Linked DNA regions of Ovis aries: region 1 is linked to region 2. Evidence: chromatin contacts called from public Hi-C data. All regions are on one chromosome and are shown on one strand. Each heading gives the region's core, a stretch centred on a gene start, on an enhancer-like site or on the middle of the called end of the contact. The rest is flanking DNA. Distances are from core to core; before and after follow the strand shown.

Region 1 (7,461 bases), core at 515-3,014, 150 kb after region 2:
GTGCTGAGCTGGGCTGCTCCCCGGCTGCCGTGTGTGGGCTTCTCTTGTTTCGGAGCACAGGCTCCAGGGCACATGGGCTCAGCAGTTGCAATTCCCAGGCTCCAGGCCACAAGCTCAACAGCTGTGGCACGCAGGCTTAGTTGGCTCTATGGCATGTGGGATCTTTCAGGATCAGGGATCGAACCCATGCTTCCTGCATTGGCAGATGGATTCCTTACCAATGAGCCACCAGGGAGGCCCTCCCACCTTGTAAAAAATATTTATTGGCTGTGCTAGGTCTTAGCTGTGGCATGTGGGATCTAGTTCTCTGACCAGGGATGGAACCCTGGCCCCAGCAACGGGAGCGTGGTGTCCCAACCACTGGACCACCAGGGAAGTCCCCTTCCTCTCCATTCTAATGCATCTGACTCTGCGGAGCAAGAATCTGGACCCAAAATATCTCTTCTGTGCCTCTGGTACTTCTCAATCACCCAAGGGTAAAGCCTCAGATCTTCAGTCTGGCATTGAAAACACTCCATGATCTTGTTCTATTCCGCCTCAGGTCCCACTGCCAGGCCTCTCTCCTCACTGCCAAGCCCTCACCCTTGCTGGGACCCCACTCCCTAAGACCTTTTCCCTGACTCACCTCCTTCAACGTCTGGCCCCCCTGCTCTCGAGTACTTAGGTCTCTGATTCTCAGAGGCAGGCACTGTATCCTACTCTGCAGCTACTCCTTTCCCCAGCGCTGAGCATGTAGTAGGCACTCGATAAGATCCTCAGCGAGCAAAAGGCCCCTCCCTTTTCCTGCACCTCCCTTGGCATGCTTTCCTAAGTCTGGCCAGGCTTCAGTCACTGGGATTTTCCTTCCTTGCCCAGAGCCTGGCACCAGGGGTCCTCGCCGTGGAACGCCAGGACTGGGCTCAGTGAACAGCTGGTCCACTCTCCTCTTTCCCACAGGGGGAATCGTGCCACAACCTACAGGCGGTGTAACCTTGAGCACGTCACTATTCTGGCTTTGAAAGATGGGGAGGCCAGCAGCGCCCACGGGGGTGGGGTTGTGAGCATTAAACAGCATCGTGCCTGCAAGGGCCTATAGCACCAGGCCAGCTCCTAGCAGGTGTGTGGTGTTACCTGTTCCAGCGGGGCCTCTCAGTCCCTCCTCCTGTGGTGAAAGGGACAAGGCCACCTCCCAGGGCGGGGACCCCGTGAGTGAATGTGCGTGGGGCCGTCCCCGAAGAGTGGACCCCACCCCGCCGGGCCAGCGCGCAGGGTGTGGCCCACAGAAGCCCAACCGCCAGGCTGGGCGGGCGCGCGTCTGTCCGCCCGCCCCTCGGGCACGCGGTCTCCTGGCTCTCTCAAGCACTAAGTGTCTTTGCTTTCGGGTCCCTCCTCAAGCCAGACGTCTATCCTGAACTCCGAGCCGCCTTTCTGGCTGGGGCCGCGACAGCGCGCGGCCTGCGGGGCCTCTGTGACCGCGCGCGGCCCGCCGCCCGGCCCGCAGTCCCCACCCCGGGTCTCCCCTCTCGCACCTCCACCTCTGCGGCGGTAAAATGCAGCACTCGCACGGCGCCTGCGCGACTCTGGGGCGGGGCGGTGGCCGCAGCTATTTATAGAAGGTGACGTCACCTTGAAATAGACCGTTAGGGCCGGGCCGCCCTCCCCCCCCACTCGCGCCGCTCCGCGCCGCCCGGCCCGGCCGCTCCCACTGCGCAGGCGTCCTCCCGTCCTCCCATCCCCCCCGGCGCGGCCGCCTGTCCTCCCTCGGCGGCGTCCGCGGCGCGAGCCACAGAGCGCCGGGCGAGCCAGCGAGCGGGCGAGAGGCGCTGCCTGCTGCCTGCAGCCTCGGCCGGCCGGCAAGCCAGTGCGCGTGCGCGGCGGCGGCCTCCGCGGCGACCGGAGAGGACGCGCGGGCGAGCGAGCGGAGCGGGAAGCGAGGCGAGGCCGGGCTCAGCGACATGGGGGACCGCGAGCAGCTGCTGCAGCGGGCGCGGCTGGCCGAGCAGGCGGAGCGCTACGACGACATGGCCTCCGCCATGAAGGCGGTGAGCGCGCCGGGAGCCCGGGCGGTCGGCCGCGGGCCCGGCGTAGGGGAGGGGTGGGCGGCCCGGCGGCAGCCCCTTCGGGCCCGGGGCGAGCCCGCCGCCCGCCTGGGCGCGGCCGCCGGCCCGCAGCCCTCGCTTCCCGCGCCCGCCGCGCGTCCCGCCATTTCTTGCGGCCGGGCGGGGTGGGGTCTCCAGGGAGGGGGCGCAGCGGGGACCCCGCGGGCGGACGGGGGGCGCGGCATCCCAGCTTGGAGCCCCGAGTGGGGGAGGGTGCGTGGGGGAGCCGCATTCCTCCTCCGGCCAGTTCCGCCAGGCTAGGGCACCCCCTCTCGCTTTCCTCCACGCACCCCAACTTGTAATAAAGAATCACCTAGTGAGTGGCGCCCTGTCTCCACTGGTTTCCGCTGCCACGACCCGAAGTCGCTGTAATCCCGATGCGCTTTCGTTCTGCTCGCCTGAACCGCTCTAGTTCCATCCTCCACCCCCCGGGGTCCGCTTTGTGTGCCGAGACCCCTACCCTGCAGTCAGGCGAGGGCGTGGGGCCCCCTCCCATGTCGGATGCTGCGTCCGTCTGCCTGGAACCCCAAACGGGTTGCGACTCCTGGGCCAGCCGAACCCATGTGCCTTTGCCCTCTCGAGATCCTCGGAGACCCGCCTGCAGCTCCGTTTCCGGGGAAGGAATCGTGGCCGGCCACACCCTGGCCAGTGCCTTGGATTAGACACCACCTGCGTGTCTGAGACCTAGAGTTCCAGCGACCCCCTCACTGTTCTGTCTCCTCGTAGTATTTCACGTCTTCTCTAAATGAACATCTCTCTGCATCAAGGTCACAGGGCTAGAGCCACAGTGGGCAACCTGCCCTGTTCACCCAGCCCACAACCTCCTGAGATGGGGTGGATCTGCTGGGGCCCCACCCTAGACCTGCAGACTCAGATACTCGGGGGGTGGGACTCAGAGCTGCCCTTGACCCATCCCTCAAGGCAAGTGCCAGTGGGTTAAAGTCAAGAATGACTGTCCTGGGTTATTTAGCTCCTTTGCCCTTTTTTCCTGGCTTGGGAGGGGATTTGGTACTGAAAAATCCTGAAATACACTGGCTCTCTAAAATTTCAGAGTCATGTGAAAGCTCCTTTTTAAGGCTTTTGTTATTAATACAAAATCTGTCGTTGTGAAATCTGTTGTTGGGGTCCAAATTTAGGATTATCCAGGTAAGGAGGGTACTTGAAGCATTATCTTTTTCCATGTCATCCACATCATACCTTGAACCAGGTGTCTGGAAACTACCATCACCACCGCCCAATTGTTGACTCCTTGGTTATCTCCACTTGAGCCCAAGCAGGGTGTTAATGGGCTAGATAAGAAGGAGCTTTTCATCCACACCAGACGCGATGTAGTTTGGAACCTGAAGTCTGTAACTCTGAGGGTCTCATAAGAAAATAAAGATTTAATAATTTAGCAGATTTTACAGAAATAAGATTGACTATGAGTGCATTTCCTCGCAAGGAGTCCTGAGCTTAATCTATGGGACAAAGCCACTTCTGTCCACTCAGCAAGCCACACTAAAGTGCGCCTCTTCTCCCTAGTCGCTGAGTGGCACTGGGGTTGAGGCTGCTCTCTGGACGTTTTAGTGAGGCCCTCACCTGTCCTACCAGTGGGACCTGAAGACTGCAATGTTAGAAGCCTTTTGAGGACTAAAAAAGGAGCTGGAAACAAAGTGATTGAGATTAAGGGGAAATGACTAGAAGGCAGTTGTGGAGCTGTGGGAAACCGGAAATTTGAAATGAGAAGTAAGGAGAGAGTGCACAGATGTAACAGGAAAGGGATAGAGTTTGCACAGAAAAAATAATTGGTTTTCTGCTCTTTGTAAGCAGGCTTGAAAAATGCTTTCCTGTAGCTTCCTACTTGTGTCCACAGATTTTCTATGAGACATTAAGGTAGGATTTTGCAAAGGTGTATTGGAAACATAACATCGGTGTCAGAAATGATTGGTGGGTGGATAGGCTCCTGAAAATGCAATCCAAGCTCTAATTATGTCATCTCAGAACTGTGAGACCAGTCCCTCAAGGCAACTACTATTAAAATGAGAACTTTTTTGGTCAATATGCCTGTTTCTTCTATTAAAGAAATTTTTTTTTTCTCATCTAAATTAATGGATATATTTATTAGAAAGGACTCAGCAAGGTCAGTGGAAAACTTTCTCACATTTTACCTAAGTTGACTTTTGAACGTTTAATTTTTACTGTTATTTAGAAGGCTTAGTCCCTATTTCACTAATATCCTAGGCCTGAAATACAGCTTTTGGGAGGATTTGGGATTCTGTTAACTCTCTGGGTTTATGGGGGTTTTCTTCAGGGCAGGTAAGTAGACTGCTGTCAGGCACCTGAGTGAGGGAATGCTCTGATGCGGCCACTCTGTGACCTTGAAGCTCACAATTTCTTGTCTCCTGGTCCTCTGAAGTGCAAAACTAGTTATGTTGGTGTTACTGTCAAGTGGGTTTTTAGCTTTCATTTTTCTAACTTGTCTTCTGTTTCCTTTATCATCTAAATGGTACCTAATAATATTGCCTGCCTGTAATGACTGATGTTCCTTATGCTGCCAGCGTCACCTGGAGGATGGTGTTGGTAAGGCCTAAAAAAAAAATCACGAATGTTGAAAACAAAGGTGTTTGTTCACATCAGTTGAGAGCTGCAGTTCCCTGCCTCATCCCCTAATTTGAAGAGGCAAGAAATGTTTTTGAAGTTAAGTAAAGGTGTGTCTTCCAGCTCATCTCACACCTAACTGCTTACATAGAGTGGAACAGTGGAAAGAAAAGTTGTGAAAGATTCTGGAACCCAAGTCCTTGTTAGACCAGGCTTAGAATGACCTTATGCAGTTCATCACCTCATAAAATGAGCCTAGTTTCATGAGAACTATGAAATAATCCCATAATGTGGGATAAAAATATTAGTGCATAAATCTGAGTGATCTAAGGAAAGAGTAATCAGATTTCTAATGAATACTCATGGATAGACATCATTCAGTCATGTCACAACCCTTAGTCATCCATACTGAAACGGAGGTGGCAATCGTGGGGTTACAAAATGTCAAAGTACTTGGGATGGCGTGGTGTGTTCTAATACTGTTGCACAGTCATTGACAAAGGATGGAGAGAAATACACCTGAAGGACTTGAAGGCTGTCTGTAGAAATCTCAAGTGCAGGCAACAAAGCTGCAGCTTTTGAGGCCCAGCGCAGTGCTATAGCTGTCAGATCTCAGGAAGTAGGGAGTCAGCAAGTGGTCTGCGAAAGGAGAGCACGGCTGAGCGTCCTAGGCTGGGACGTAACCCATGTTGCAGATATGGAAACAGGATGATTCTGAGGTGGACCAGGACTGTGATCAGTGTGGCATCCTACAGCCACGTTGGTACTACCTTTGAAATGTGCGTGAACCAGCAAGCCGTGCTGCCCATGTGAGTATCGCTTTGTCTTAACGGCTGGGGAAGGAAGAGGGCTCTGCTTTGGTCCTGCAGTATTCTCAGGTAAAAAGACGTTCACTTGGTGAGCAGCTCACATAGCTTTGCTGCACTGACATGAGCTGTCCCCATCTGGATTTGGGGTTGCTAAATTATCCCCAAAAGAGCTCCTGCTGTCAAAAACCCCACCTTCCCTTTAAAGAAAACAAAAATGTATTTTCTCATCTTTGTCTGGAACTTAATATTAGTGATAAGACTTCAGTGTCACACTTTTTCGGAAATAATGACGAGGGGGATACCCCAAGTGTGTGTTCCACGTTACAGTTCATCAGGTTTATTAAATTGACCGTTTTACCTGTTAGGCACTCGGTAAAGGGTGTCTGATTCCATGTGTGCCTTCTCATTTACTCTTGAGAACAGCTCTGGATGGACCCTGTTACTAACTCCATTTTACAAATGAGATTTGAAGAGATGAATTTCCTCAAGGTGGAGCTGTAAAGTGAAGATTTTGGCCCTCAAGTTTAGAGCTCTCCCTTTAACCCAGTGATGATGCCCCATGAGGCTGAGGGATCGAGTTTCTTTCTCGTATACTTTTCTGGTCCTTTAGCCATTGTCATCATTGGTCACTTAAGTTCCGTGCCAGTCACGTAAGTGGGCTTACTGAACAAATAATTCCCTCTATTAGATAGAAGTCATTTATGCCAAGTTTAATTAAAGACAGTATCTGCCACTTATGGGTCTTAGCTACAGCAGGGGAACATAACTGGATTATGCTTGGTCTGTTAAAGACCGTTTTTTTTTTTTTTTTTTTTTAAGCTTAGGAAGCAAAATATTAATTTGAGTTCCTGCTATGAATTGAGAAGTGCAAGACTATGTTAAATTATAGTTTTAAGAGATTGTTTCTCCATATTGTGTTTAGTATATTTTACAAGCCTAGAGACTGCCTAGGTTTCAGTGTTTAGGTTGGTCAGATTCTCCCACGTGTCTAGGTCGAAGCCGGTGGAAACTGCCCCTCCTGCTCCTCACCCTGCAGTGGCATCCCCTCCTTAGTGGCAGGTTTTGGCACTTCTGTGGTTGGAACCTGCACAGCTTCTGAAGATTTTGGACCTGGTGCCTCAGGGCGGTAGTGTGCAGTAATCCTGTTCAGGTGGGGTTGTATTTAATGCCAGTCATGGCCCATGAAAATGTCTCCTTAAGCCCAGAGCAAGACAAAGGTGGTTTCTTAATGATACAAGGGTAGCTATTTTGACCGATAGTGAGCTTAGAGGAAATAGTCACTACCTGAACTCACCTGCTGTGAGCTCAAAGCCGGGTCCCTTCCTGGCCTTGTAGGACCTGCAGCTTCTCCCTGGTGAGGACAGAAGGTGGCCTTTCCAGGTCAGGGCAAGTGGAGACCAATGATGGGTGCCTTGCCAGTGGGACACCAGGCAGAATCTTCACTTTGGAGGGCATTGACTTGGGAAAGAATCAGCCAAAAAAAAAGCTTTCATTCTTCAAGGTCACTTCATTTTAAAAAATCTATATAGGGTTCTGCCAAAGAAGCTTAAAGACTGTCATGTGGTTATGTTTATGTAATTGTTCTTGAGGATTTTTTTTTTTCTTGTTGTAAACTTCTATACCAAAAGCAAGCTTGTTGGTAGCATGCGGGTGTGGGCGGCTGTGATGAGCGGTAGGAGTGTGTGTGTGGCCATGAAGGCTGAAGCCTTCTCGGGGAGGAGGAGGATCTAAACCTCAGCTTGAGCCATGTGGTCTGGCAGCTCAGGGGATTTTTTTTTTTTTTTAAATTTGTTTGTTCAGTGTTACTTTTGAGGTTGAATGTTTCCCAGATTGAGAACTTTAAGTTTTCCCAAATAGTTCATGTGCTATTTTTGGCAGTGGGTCTATTTTTACTCACAAACACATAGCTTATTGCCCTTTGAGTTAGTGGGAGGAGGCCCTTGGGGATTGTTGAATAAGCCAATGGTGTCACAAGAAGATAAATGAATTCGTAACTG
Region 2 (7,674 bases), core at 5,073-7,572:
ACAGTCCTGTCGTTTTGTAAGAAAATGTCCTTATAGGAAAAGGGCTCAAAAATTTAAATGTAAAGGGGCACCAAGTGTTTCAGCAGAAAATATATACATATAGACACTCACAAAAAGAGAAAAAGGAAGAGAAGGGAGAATGATAAAGCAGATATAGCTAAAATACGGGGAACCAGAGCACAGGGCATTTGGAAATTCTCTGTACTATTTTCATAACTTTTCTGAAGTCTACAACTTTTTCACAAAAGAATTACTCTTTTCTAAGACCATGATAAGCAGTAAAGCTGCACTTACACAAAAAGCATGTTTCTTCACCACAAAAGAACAGCTGTACACAGCCTTGTAGCCTCAAACTCCTATTAATTAAAGAACCTAATAAAGCGGCTGAAATTTAAAATTTTTTTCTTTTTGGGCTGTGCCCCGAAGCCTGCAGGACTGAACCTGTGCCCCCAGCAGTGGAAGCACAGAGTTCTAGCCACGGGACCAGCAGAGAATACCCTGAATTTTTAAACTTTAAATGTTTACCCTGGGGAAAGAATGACGCAAACAAATCAGGCTGAGCTACTCTAATCTACTTTGAGTCTGGAAGGCTCAACTTGTTTGGAATTTTAAAATTATTATTTGTGGCTACTTGGCCACAAAAGCTACTTTCACAGGGTAAAAGGGTTTTCAAGCATTCTGAGGAAAAAAATGACCATTTTCATGGCTTCAAGATGTTAAGGAAATAGTATTTTATTCTTTTTCTCTCTTCATTTCCTCTTTACCTAGGGAAATAGGACACATCCCCAGCGCAGTAAGTGACTGTGCGAGCAAGGAAAGCATTGATGAATTTTTAATGAACCACCGGCTCTCTCCTTAATCAAAGAGCAAACACCCCACCTTCAATTCAGATAGCACTTCAGTTCCCCCAAATACTGACCTGAAATCTAAAGTAAAGAAACTATGTCCTTGTTAGTAAGGGTTTCTTTTTTTCCTTCGGAGTCTTTTATGAAAGCAGAAATTCACTCTATTATAAATGTCTAAACTGCTATTTTTGTGGAAAATAGAACGGCATTTATGACTTTCATACAGTAATGTTTACATTCATGGATTCTTAGTAGTTAAGTCTTACATAAATATCCTGTGAACATGATCAGATTTAAACGCCTTCATTTACTCCTGTGAAACTTCCTTGACTTAGTGACACTCTCGTAGCATGGTGCCAACAGGGTGACTCTGACTCTCCTACAGGCGACCGAGATCTGCGTGCAGGACAAGGCTGGTACCTTGACCGTCACCACCCCCTCGGAGGCCAGATGGACGGACAGCTCCTAGCACAAAGGAGGGTGTGTTGCAGTAGGCGAGTGTTCTTTCAGAGTGCACAATGCTCATCTCTTGGACTGGACACTCCCACTGCGAAGGCGAGCGCCCAGAGCCACAGTGTAGACTCTGGCTGAAGGCGGCATTGTTGCGCGGCGCACACTGCAGCATTGTGCGTCCAGAACTGCTGCTGAGCCCCCAACCCAAAGCATGCTGCAGGCCGCTGAATAAGGCCTTTCCTTCCCTCCCCCCTGGCGGGGGCCGCTGCCTAGGGGAGGTGCAAGTGGGAGATCAGGGCTTATCCACTGTAACCCAACGCACAGCACCCAGGCAGCTGGCTTGCATTCAGATCTTCCCAAGAACAAAGTCAAGGTCTCGCCATCCCCTGCTGCAGCCCCAGCTCCTGGAACAAGTGCTGGCAAATGGCTCCTTGCATCAGCTTGTCTTTCATCTCCGGATCATTCTTATTCTCATATCAACACCACACTTTTTCTGATCTTACAACACTGCCCACGCCACTGCGGGCGTGCAGAAAGAGCACTGCTCACTGCTTCACTTCCTCGCCTTCCCATCTCTCCGGGCTTTTGTTCCTACCACATCGCCTCCTGCCGAGGTCACCGCTTCCACCTGCCAACCCCTACTCACATTTCTTGGACCTCGTGTTATTTGACCTCTCAGCAGCTTCTGTCACAGGTGATCCCCTCCTTTTTTTTTCCTCCAACTGAGGTATAACTGAAATGTAACATTATATTAGTCTCAGGTGTAGGATATTAGTCCCTATTTGTATATATTGTGGAAGGATCCCCACAAGAAAACTAGTTAGACATCCCTCACCATGCATGTCTGCAGATTTTTCTTGTGATGAGAAATACTCTCTTAGCAACTTTCAAATACACAAGACAGTACTAGTAACTCTTGGCCCCACACTATACAGTGAGTGCCTGGGACTTAGGTGTTTTTTAACTGGGAGTTTGTCTCTTTCAACGCCTTCATTCACACCTTGCCCCTCTTGAAACACACATAGCCTTTGGAACCCTGATTTTTCTGTCTGTCCAGTCTCCCTAACTTCAAACAGCTGCCATGCCTGAGGCTCAGACACCTGCTTTGTCTAGGCTTCGCCCTAGAGATGTTCACCCAGTCTGCTTTTAAACAGCCAGATGCAGAGGACTCTCCTCACTGCTACTTCAGAGACCTCCAGACCATATTTCAACCTGGCTACCCAACATCCTCACTTTGAATCACCTCAAACTGAGTTTGTCCAAAACAGATTCCCAACCCTCCCTCACTCCCCTTCAACAGCTCCATCCCCCAGAGCTGTCCATCTGTGGCAGAGATTAGCCAGCCGGTTATTAAATCCACTTCCTCTACCCAACAGATGAGATTTCCTAGAAGTGAGTTCTAACCACTGTGAGAACCATTCAGACTCCCCAGGTCCCCTCCCGTCCTGTTAGATGGAGGCAAACATGCAGATCCTGGGCAGCCATGTGTTACGATGGCAAGAGACAGGCCCTCAAATCACACTGCCCTCCCGATGAGAAGTGGCCTGGACTTACATGATAGAGACAAAAACTTCCACTGTGTTAAGTCATCAAGATGTTAGAATTTACCTGTTACCGTAGCAACGCTGCTATAATTAATACACCACCCCAGACAAAAGGCACCACAACTCCCCCAGTGCACAGGGGACTCCTTTGCAAGTCCTTTCTTTCTCACTGTCCACATTCAATCCACTGACAAGGTACGAAGCCCCCACTTTCAAAATACACCCTTATCTGCCTACTTCTCTTCTCTGGCCTGAGCCACTGGGTCTGCTGCTGAAGAGCTGCACTAGCCTGGTCTCCCTGCTTGGCCTCCATGTCCCATTTATCACAGAACATCCGGACTGACCTTTTCAAAACAGACCCTACATAAGTGGCCCTCTGAACCCCAGACCTCCTGCTACTTCCCCTCTCCTCACACGTCCACCCCCACCCCTTGCACACCCACGCCTCTGCAATGCTGTCTCCACTGGGCACACCCCTCCAGCTGGTTCAGTCCCTCCTCACTCAATTCTCTGCTCAAATGCTTCCTCCTGACCACAAGCCCAAGAGTTCTCTCTTTGGAGCGCTAACTCCTTAATTAACTTCCTTTATTTTTCTTCTCACTACCTGAAATGAACTGATTTTATATATATTCACGTTATTTCTATCTGTACTTGTCGACGAGTACAGGGGTTTGTCTGTCTTCCCCCTGGACCTCAATCTCAACAGCGAGATTAAGCTTCAGAAAAATGAACAGCTAGGTTCAATCACATGTACCTTCTGTATGGCGAACCCACGTGCACCCCCTGCAAGCCCACGATTAAGCACTTAAGTCTGACTCTGGGGCTCAGATCTCTATTCCGCCACTTGTTAACTAATTCTAAGCCTCAGTTTCTCCACCTCTAAAAACAGGACCCACCTCATTAGGAGTAAATGAGACAATCACATAAAACCTTAATCCCAGGCCCTGGTATCTCGCTACATATTACTCTTATCAAAAGTAACACAAGTGATGTTCAGCTGGCACACTGGGGTGGCCACATCAACTGTGACCCCTGTTCACCCTAACTGGTCTGTGTCCACATTCATAGTTTTAAACTATGTTTATGATTTATTTTTTATTATTATTTTTGACCGTGCTGGGGCTTTGCTGCTGTGAAGCTTCTCAAGCTGTGGGGAGTGCGAGCTACTCTCTCGCTGTGGTGCCTGAGCTCCCAATTGCAGCGGCTTCTCTTGTTGCGGAGCACAGGCTCTAAGGCTCAGCAGTTCCGGCTCCCCGGGCTCCAGAGCACAGCTCGACGGTTACTGCAGGTGAGCTTGCCTGCACCACGGCCTGTGGGATCTCCCCAGAACAGGGCTCGAACCCATGTCTCCCGCATTGGCAGGCAGGTTCTCTACCACGGAGGCACCAGCGAAGCCCAGTTTTAAAGTCTCTTTAACATCACCTCTGGTAGTAACACTAACTATAGTCCTTACATCCCTCCTGCTTTTTGGAGCTGTGACAAGTTCTCCTGAAAATGAACTGGCAGGTTTCTTAAGGCCTATTCCATGTTCTATCTCGTACTATTTAGCCGTGTTCCCTCTCGCTTCTTCTAAACTGTAAAGTTCTTTCAACACAAGGCCTGTTATCTTTTAATTCCTCTCTCTTCTCCTGCCCTCCCCGTTCCCCCCGATCCCTGGCACTGTAGTTGACGGTGGCAGGAATGTCATAAATACCCCTGAAGGAAGGTCTGACACGATCATGCACCACCTAGGTACTATGTTCATATAGCCTGAACCAAAGAACCGTCCAGAGCACCCATAAAAAACACAGTTGCTAGGGCCCCAGCCTACACCTACTGAGCCTGCATTTGGCAGCATTGTGGGGATGTACCTGGAAATCTCTTTTACTAATAAACACCCACTCCATTCTTTTATCAAATTTAGGAAACATGGCCCTAAATTATCATTTATAATTACTTTCTCTATTCTCTCACCTGTCATATATCACTCAGTTACTGGAAAACTCTGCAGTATGAGGCTTTCAAATATATGTCTCACAAACAGACACTGCTTTACTCAAAAATCATGGAAATGTTATCTTTTGGGGTTTTTTTGCATCTCAATATAGTTTCCATCTGGATATGTAACAGCTTTGAAAACTGAATTACTGTACCCAAATCCTCACTCCTCCTACCCAGTGGACCTAAATCCAGCTGTCTCTACCTATACTGGTACTAAAGTTTCGACTTTTTTCCCTTTTTAAATGATAGTGGGTGAAGTCATCTTCCTCACCATCGTTAAAAAAAAAAACAACACATGACAGTCATTTCTTTAGTCTTTCCAACTTATGACACATTTTACTACTGACTCATAAACAGCACACCTGGTAACAATAAAACAACAGAGACCCTCTTGTTCAAATCCTAACAGTTACCACCACACTGTGGAGCCCTCTCCTGAGAAGTTACACCATTTCTGAGTAGTTAATAATAGGAGAGTGAAGCTTTCCTGTCCAGGGCAATGGCATTTTCTGTTCTCTCTCACCCCGAAACCAGTGTCTCTACTTCCCAAAATTATAGCGCAAGCTCTGATTCACGCTGACAAAATGAAGCCAGTCCGAAACACGAAAGTTGTGGGTCTCACAATCTTAGCTCTTCGAAATGACACCGAGCAACAGATTCTGAGTTACAGCAACCAACATTTTAATCCATTTTCCGAGAGTCCAAACGCTCCCATGCTAGTTCTTACATAAGCTATTTCGAATAATGAATGTCCTCACGGTGGGCAGCCTGAAGGAAAGGTCCCTGCGTGAGACACAGAGGTACCTGGGAAGGAGTCTCAGCTCTGCTGCTACCCGGCTGGGTGGAACTGAGCAAGTCCTTCCGTCTATCAGGGCCTCGACTTCGCCAAAAAGAAAGGGCTGGATTTATGACCCCTCTAACAATCTAAGAGTTGACGGTCACCAGGGTAACCGAGACCCTATTTCCATCATGGACTATTTTGAGATTACGGAATCCTACCCTCTCACTTCAGAGTCCAAGAATCCAAAGTGAAAGCCGCCCAACTCCCACTCCAGTGCTCTTCCCACATCTCGGCGCCCGTCCCAGCAATACGACTCCCAGAGAAAGGAGCGTCCAGCCCTGCCTCGGCTCTAGTGGCGGACACGCAGCCCTTTTCACCTGGTGTAGAGGGTGCTTTTTGTTTCTATTTTTGTTTTTTTGTCCCTTGTGGAGTGGAAAGGACAAAGAGAGAGGTTTAGGCCAGACTCGGACCGTCCTAGGCGGAGGCAGCCGCACCTGCGCCCGAGCTCGAGGTGAAGGTGAGTGGCTCCGTCTCCACTCGAGCACTCCTGAGGGCGAGCCCGCGACAGAGAAACGACTCCTCTCTCTAGACCCCGGCTTGGCTCGGGCCGTCCCTCGCCCCGAGGCAGGATCCCCAAACAGTTGTACCTGCTCCGCCACGCGACCCCGGGCAGCCACCTCAGACATCCCTGCCCCACGGACGCCGCCATCTTGTCTCCTCCTTCTCGGCGGGACACGCCCCCTTTTACACGCGGGTCGCACGCATGTGACGTTCCGAGTCGCGACCTCTCGGGCCCAATGAAGAAGGCAGAGTGTGGGGGGGCGGGGCTATGTGTCTAAGCTCCTTTGACCGCCCCTTTAGGCACCTGCAGAGCCGGGTCGGATAGGTGAGCAAGGTGGCCGCGCCCACTGTGCTAAACCTGGACCTGGGCGCCGGGTTGCCAGTTCTCCTTCCTCCCTCCGACGTGCGTTTCCGCATGTGTCCGGAAAATCTGACTCACCCAAGATCTGAGAATGGATCAGTTGAGCTAAATCGCTCATTTACGGGTGGGGAATCTGAAAGCGTCCACAGCTCAGCTGCCGTTGAGTAAGCGCTTCTTAAGTGCCAAGCTCTGTGCTAGTGACTTAGCGTCCACGGTGTCTCATTCTTCACCTCCCATCGCTGTACTATCAGGGAGTCCAGAGACCAGAGGTCTTGGATCACCTAGAAATGCAATTAGTCGTCGCACGAAGTAACTGATGTGACAGTGAGTGCTCCTGCAGTTTCCTGACCTTCAGGTTTAAGTGAAAATAGACTTAATAGTATCTGCCTTCGGCAGCTAGCTCTGAGAATTATTCTTAAAGATAGAGAAATCAGAGCTCAGGAAAGCTAACCATTAGAATGCTAAAGGGCATACTGCTATAAAAGAGAAAAGCAACAATTTGAACATACATCTCTAGTTCCAAAACCCATGAACTAAACATTCTTCCTTTTAAGCCCTTTGCCTAGAATCTGGCTGAATATGGGTCCCCAAACTAAAGGAATATAGCTCTGCTTTTTCCTCCCTAAGCTGCTAATTGTACTTGTCTTCACCAGGCATTTGATATTTGCCTGGTGCTTGCAATTATTGACATTTCTATATGGTTGGTTATGCTCAACTAGGACATAACCAGGCCCTACAGGGAGCCTAACAGGCATGGGATTTCCTGTTGAAGAGGAGACATTTCCCTTTATGGTTTTCAAAAGTCTGAAGGGGGTGGGGAGTATAGAATGGATTTTACTATTCATTGAGAGTAGTAACTCAAAACCAGGGTGAAAAAAGAAGTGGGAGAGGGGGATTATTTCAAAATGAAGTGCATTTGTGGAAACTGAATATTCACATGGTGGCTCAGATGGTAAAGAATCTGCCTGCAGTGCTGGAGACCTGGGTTCAATCCCTGGGTCAGGAAGATACCCTGGAGAAAGGGAATGGCTACCCACTCCAGTATTCTTGCCTGGAGAATTCCATGGAAAGAGGAGCCTGACGGGCTACAATCCATGGGGTTGCAAAGGGTCAGAAACTACTGAGCAACTAACACTTACACCATATACA

Evidence for each region. Hi-C and Micro-C count contacts between places; a contact is called where the count stands out from the background.
Region 1: a Hi-C map of liver shows a contact between it and region 2, with 4 times the contacts expected there. The contact joins the promoter of YWHAH here to the promoter of PISD in region 2. A contact is called at or near these places in 8 of 16 Hi-C or Micro-C datasets (blood, hypothalamus, liver and 4 more).

What each region holds. Positions count from the first base shown.
Region 1 is chr17:70,399,543-70,407,003 of ARS-UI_Ramb_v3.0, forward strand. It overlaps YWHAH (tyrosine 3-monooxygenase/tryptophan 5-monooxygenase activation protein eta), which reads left to right and starts at 1,765. Exons shown (of 2, transcript XM_042234097.2): 1 at 1,765-4,637. The coding sequence starts at 4,590.
Region 2 is chr17:70,240,676-70,248,349 of ARS-UI_Ramb_v3.0, forward strand. It overlaps PISD (phosphatidylserine decarboxylase), which reads right to left and starts at 6,323. Exons shown (of 10, transcript XM_060401333.1): 1 at 1,945-6,323.